Regions from separate parts of the Mus musculus genome. Here region 1 is linked to region 2. Evidence: chromatin contacts called from public Hi-C data. All regions are on one chromosome and are shown on one strand. Each heading gives the region's core, a stretch centred on a gene start, on an enhancer-like site or on the middle of the called end of the contact. The rest is flanking DNA. Distances are from core to core; before and after follow the strand shown. Region 1 overlaps Alk (anaplastic lymphoma kinase). Region 2 overlaps Clip4 (CAP-GLY domain containing linker protein family, member 4).

The links. A called contact is a pair of places that touch in the nucleus more often than the background predicts.
Region 1: a Hi-C map of the N1E-115 cell line shows a contact between it and region 2, with 7 times the contacts expected there. The contact joins two enhancer-like sites. A contact is called at or near these places in 2 of 484 Hi-C or Micro-C datasets (the N1E-115 cell line and cortical neurons) and 1 of 9 other capture datasets (liver).

The regions. Positions count from the first base shown.
Region 1 is chr17:71,961,467-71,964,166 of GRCm38.p6, reverse strand. All of the region lies in intron 9 of Alk (anaplastic lymphoma kinase), which reads left to right. Among named protein-coding and RNA genes, the nearest start is that of Gm41613, 170 kb to the left of the region's middle. Within about 2 kb of position 1,321, at least 6 of the 459 cell types and tissues checked have an H3K27ac peak or open chromatin away from gene starts, as enhancers often do. A contact at or near this core is called in the N1E-115 cell line, where this site is marked.
Region 2 is chr17:71,833,345-71,836,044 of GRCm38.p6, reverse strand. Clip4 (CAP-GLY domain containing linker protein family, member 4) reads right to left here. Exons shown (of 16, transcript NM_030179.3): 13 at 1,738-1,861. Among named protein-coding and RNA genes, the nearest start is that of Gm30140, 52 kb to the right of the region's middle. Within about 2 kb of position 1,279, at least 14 of the 459 cell types and tissues checked have an H3K27ac peak or open chromatin away from gene starts, as enhancers often do. A contact at or near this core is called in the N1E-115 cell line, where this site is marked.

The DNA.
Region 1 (2,700 bases), core at 72-2,571, 130 kb before region 2:
AACGGGGGCAGGGGGAGGTTAAAGGAGAGAAAGAAACCAATTAGGGAAGAAAGTAACAGAAAATGAGAAATGAGCAGAGGACAGAAGCAAACCACCTCCCTTCTCCCAGCCCCCGGTGGTAGGCATTCGCAGTCTATGCCCTCAGCCTTCATCCCACATCTCCACCATTCAGCACCTTCCTCGTTGTCAGCGCCCCATCATAGACCTTAGCCGTTGGAAACATTATTCTCCATGCTTCCTTATATCATCTCTGCTCCCCCAGGGTCTCCAACCTGTACAGTCAGGAAGTACTCTTTTCAAAGATCCTATCATAGATAAGATTCCCCATAACCTCTGGACCGCCCATGAGCAATTCTTTTAAACACAAGTCTATTCATGTCCCTGGCTTCCTGGGGCTTTTAGGGCATTCCCTATGTTCTCCAATAAGACCTTTCTTTAAGGTTATGTGTGATGTGTCCAACCTCAGCTTCAGTATCTCATACCATTCATTCTCCTCCTCTGCCTAGACTCCTCTCACTCGGTGGTACCATGCCAAAGTTCCTTACCAAGCCAAAACTCCTTACCTCAAGCTTTTGCATTTTCAAGTTTCTGCACATTAATATTCTTCCTTTGCCATCCACACTTGTAAATACCACTCCTCGCTCACTGTTTAAAGAAGTCTTCCCTCCATCCTGGGCTATCTGTGTGCCCACAATGTGTCCTTGAGGCTCTTGAGGCAAACATGTGCCTTTTCTTTCATTTTTAATGGGTTTTTTTTTTAAATATTTGAATTGGTACACAGGGCAGAGATCATGTCCCTATCTTATATGCCACTGCTTTCTGAACCTAGTAGCGTGCCTAACATGAAAAGCTCAATAAATCTATGTTGCCAGAATATGTCTTGAGAAAAATTGACTATATACCTCAAAACAGCAGCTGAATGAGCTGAGAATTCACCATTGGAATCCCTCCAGTTACCCCTCTTCTGTCCAACCTGTGTCTAGCAAAACAGACGAGACCACTTTATAATAAACGCGACCACAAAGAGTTCCATATTTCAAAGCAGCGCCTGTGTCCTGTCAGAAAAACCAAAACAGCATTTGTTACTCTTGTGACAGGGAGACCCTCTTTGGGGACTCGCCTGGTGCCTGTGCTTTCTTTGTGTGTGGTCACTGTCCTGTCAAAACCACTTTATGAGAAAGACTTTGATCTTAACCGTGTGCCACCCCCCTCCCCCCGGCGCCTGTGAGTTGGGAGCTTGAGCTGAGCGTGGAGACCAAAGAACTGCAGTCAGATTGCTCCCACGCCGCAGCAGTATCTCAGTGACTGTGCCATGTGCCCATTAAAAGGCTGGCAGCCAGAAGCTGTGTGTCCATGAATGGCATCTCTTCTGTCCATTCACAACCATGTAAACTGATAGAAGTAACGTCATCATCTGTCATCATTATGGAATTACCATCACTCTACAACCAGACTGCAAAGATGAACTAGGAAAAAGAATCTCCAGAGCCGTGCCCGGCGTGGCGTGAGCAGTGCTCGGCATGTCATGGGCAACATCCCTGGAATACAGATACGTGCTCTCATGGCAACTTTGAAGGACAGCACTAATTCAAATGTGTTTAAAGGCTTTGTCGTGCTCAGACATCTATCATGAGTAAATATGGCTCCTTTCTTTTTTTCTGTCCTCCACCCACCTCTTCTCCCTCCTCGAGTGTGACTGCCATTATCTCTTCTGGAATTAATTTTACCTTTCTTCAAAAATGGACGAAAAGCAAGTTCTCTCTCCTTATTGTCATCACCATTCATTCTCTTTCAGGGATATAATTCTGGGTTTCCTCTCCATTATCATCTCCCTTACTAACAGCAGTGTTTCCCACTGCCCTAAGCCTTGACACACTTACAGCATAGAGGCTGCCACTCAGGCTCTCTCTGCGAGAGACTGCGAGATAACCATGGATCAAATCTCGTCACGCAAATCGCCCCAATCGCACAGTCAAATAGAAAGCACACAACTTATCACACCTGCGCAAGCTCGACTCCCCAGCACCGTCGTTAGGAAGGCTTTTAGCTGTATGCTGTATACAAAGTCTAACAAAAAAAAATGTTCCCTCTGGAGATATTTAGGTTTCCTGTTTCCCTTTGCATCCTTTGTCCTAAACGGCAAGTGAGATGCCTCGCAAATGCATCTTCCAAACGAGTTCGGTTAAACTGAGAGTTATGTCCTCATGCATTCATACCAAAAATGCCAGAAATGCTTTTTCTCCCCTGTTCAACTTTTGGCTGTCGTCCTCGGCATCCCTACTTTATCCAGGAAGACTATGGATAGCAGTAGCCTCCCTTCCTGGAGCATCTTTCTGCCCTCAGGAAAGACTTAGCGGGGCACTTTCTTCATTGTTGTCTGTGTAGAGAAGTATATACACCAAACACTACAGGCAATCCTGGGTTCATGGGTCTAGACATCCCCTGCTTCTGGAAGTGTTATGTTTAACTTGTATTTTTTCACAAATTGCATCACAGCTTCCTGGTGCAGCCATGAATGAGTTTCAAATGCAGGTCAGAACTAACGCATGTTGAGTGCTCACTGCTGGCCAATCACTGTAACGAGTACTTAGCCGCACTATCTGCTTTCATCCTTCAAAGAGTCCCTTGGGATAGAAACTATAATTAACTCCCTTTATATATGAGAAATCTGAGTGCTAAAGAGGTTAAATGATTTTTCCC
Region 2 (2,700 bases), core at 30-2,529:
AGGCCCTGTGCACTCTGTAAACACAGCAGCGAAAACAGAAACCTACAGGAACAATGTGACTTCACAAGTAAAGGCAGAGAAAAGGTTGCCGCTGTATAAAAAGCCCAGAACTGGCAACGGGGCTCACTGGTACCCACTGTGCCTGACACATGCCCAATCCTGCACTCTGGGTAACTGAATGTGAAATAAACCCCAGGCCTTGTGACTGGGAGACAAATCAAACTAATGCATGATAGTGCATCCATCACCTGCCAGACACGGGTTCAGAGGAGACTCACAGATGCCCAATAAGTCCTCCAAGGTTACGGCAAAGAGCTCACTTCTGACTCCAGATAGCCAGGGATTCAAATCCTCACTGTAGCATACAGTTGGCATTAGCTGTCAGGGCCTGATGTTCCTCCTCTGTGGAATGGGGACAATTGCAGGGCCTGTCTAATGAGATGCTTTAGGTAACTGATCCAGGGACAACTCTGAGGACGGTGTCAGCTAAGCACATGGGCCTAGGGCAGTCAGGAAGCTAACAAAGCCAGGCCAAGCTTAGCTCTTCCATTACCCAGAGATGCAACTTCAGCTCTGCTGCTTTTTCTCTGGAAAACTATTTTCCCACCTGTAAGGTGGGAATAAACACAGCAGCTCATGGATCCTTGGGTGTGCAGGGGACAATGGCGTATACCACTCGGGTGCTCAGGATGCAGCCTGCCATTAAATGCTCGGTAAGAGTTGATGATACTTAGGGTTATTTCCCAACTCACCTGGCCAGGGACTTCTTAGGATCAAGTGAAACAACACTTAGACCTTACGAGCTACAAAGTACTGTATGCCAAAGGCCTCGCTGCTGTAAAGAATAATGTGTCAAGTACACAAAACCGAAGAGAATTAACACCAAGAGGCTATGTAAGGAAAAGAAAAAAATTGAGGGAGAAAATGATTTAAAAAGAAAAAAACAAAAACAAAAACAAAAACAAAACTTCAATTTGACCAGAAACCCTCAGCGTCCAGCTAAAGGGGGACTGGTAGGAACTCCCAGGCCATCAGCACGGTTACAGTGTCATGAGAGTGACTACACCACATATGTTGTATCTTGCCCAGAGATTATAATCCCCTTTTCTAGCCTCTGTCTCCCAGCTCCACATTGCACCCGAATGTCATGAGGACCTGTGTTCTGGATAAGCTTGCTTTTAAAACCCAGAGGGAGGTGACATGTAAGCGCACTGCCTTACCAGGAAACACTCACGAGGTCTGTTACATATAAACCCCCGAGACTTCACTTCCCCCACCCCCGGAGAGCTACTGCCTATCTATTTTTGAAAACTAAGGAAATCAGAGGAAAAAGCCATTTTGGTTCCATTAGGTTTGTGGGAGAGTGAATGGGTGCCTGCTGGCAGGAAATTTAATGTAGTTAGGATGTGACTGAAGCAATCAGAGGGCATTTTTACTTTTGTTTGCATGACGGATTAAGCTTGCTCCTCGCACTGTTCTTAGCTGCAAACGCCACTTCTAATAGCCTACACACACTCATAGGGTTTGCAAATGAGGAAGAAAGGAGGTTTTTAAAATTGCAAACCCTCAGCAAGGCAAATTTAGCTTCCCATGAGCCTTCCCTCCAAGGAAGGTGGCCAGTTAACCCGTTGAAGGAACGCCTGTGCTTATCTTCCAGATGGAATCGGGGACCTGTGTGCCACAGGGAACTGCAGAGTTTCTGTAAACAGATGGATGCACACTCCAGTTTCTCCTCACCTCTGTACCCTGGACGGGGGCGCAAATATTCCATATCTCGGAGAGCAACTAAAATACTGTACACCTCCAACCGAACCATCATTCTTCCCGTGGGGCTTCTCCAGCTCTATGCCGTACCAATACCCTAGAACATGAATATTGCATTTTAAAGGCATCTGCACTTCATTCACAACCGCTGTGCGGTAATACGAACCCAAAGTCGGGATGGCTCGGCGTTTTCACAAATGACCGAGATGATGGAAGATCATCATGATCATTAAGCTCTCAGATGATCAAATTATAAAATAAAAACTTGAAAATTTGGAAAGTGGGAGAAACGTTTCAGTGGCATAATTGCAGAGCAGTAGTACATTAAGGGAGGAAAAATAAAACACACAAACTCAGATTTGCAGGGAATTAGCCATCATGCAAGGAGAGCGCCACCAAAATATATCTTAAGACTATAATGCAAAAGAAAGCGTCCTTGTCGCTAACGTAGCGGGCTTCAGTGAGAGCAGCACGGAATGCTACTGAGAGACATGAATCCTCAGGTGGACAGCTCTCTCTTCAGCTCACTGTCCACGTAGCAGAACACCACAAACACCCATTAAATAATTAAACAAGGGCAGAGATAACACGGAACACACAGTGATGCCGCTCCCTCTTCTAAGTAAAGGAAAAGACCTAGGTTTGCTAATAGAAGAACTTGTCTTAGAAGGCAGTATCTATGGGGCTAGCTGTGAGAAACCCAAGTCCCTGGAGAGACTACAACCGAAACAACGGGGCTGCACTTCCAGTAGCATGAGCTAGGTGGACATACTCTAAAGCAGGGATTCCTGGGGGTTCCATGGTTCGCTAGACAAGCCCACAGTTCGCACGCTTGTAGCCTGAGCATGCAGCACGTTTGGTCTTTTACAATCAATATCAAATAAAGAACGCGTATGTGATCATTTGGTCTTTCACAACCAATAGCAAGAATGGGTG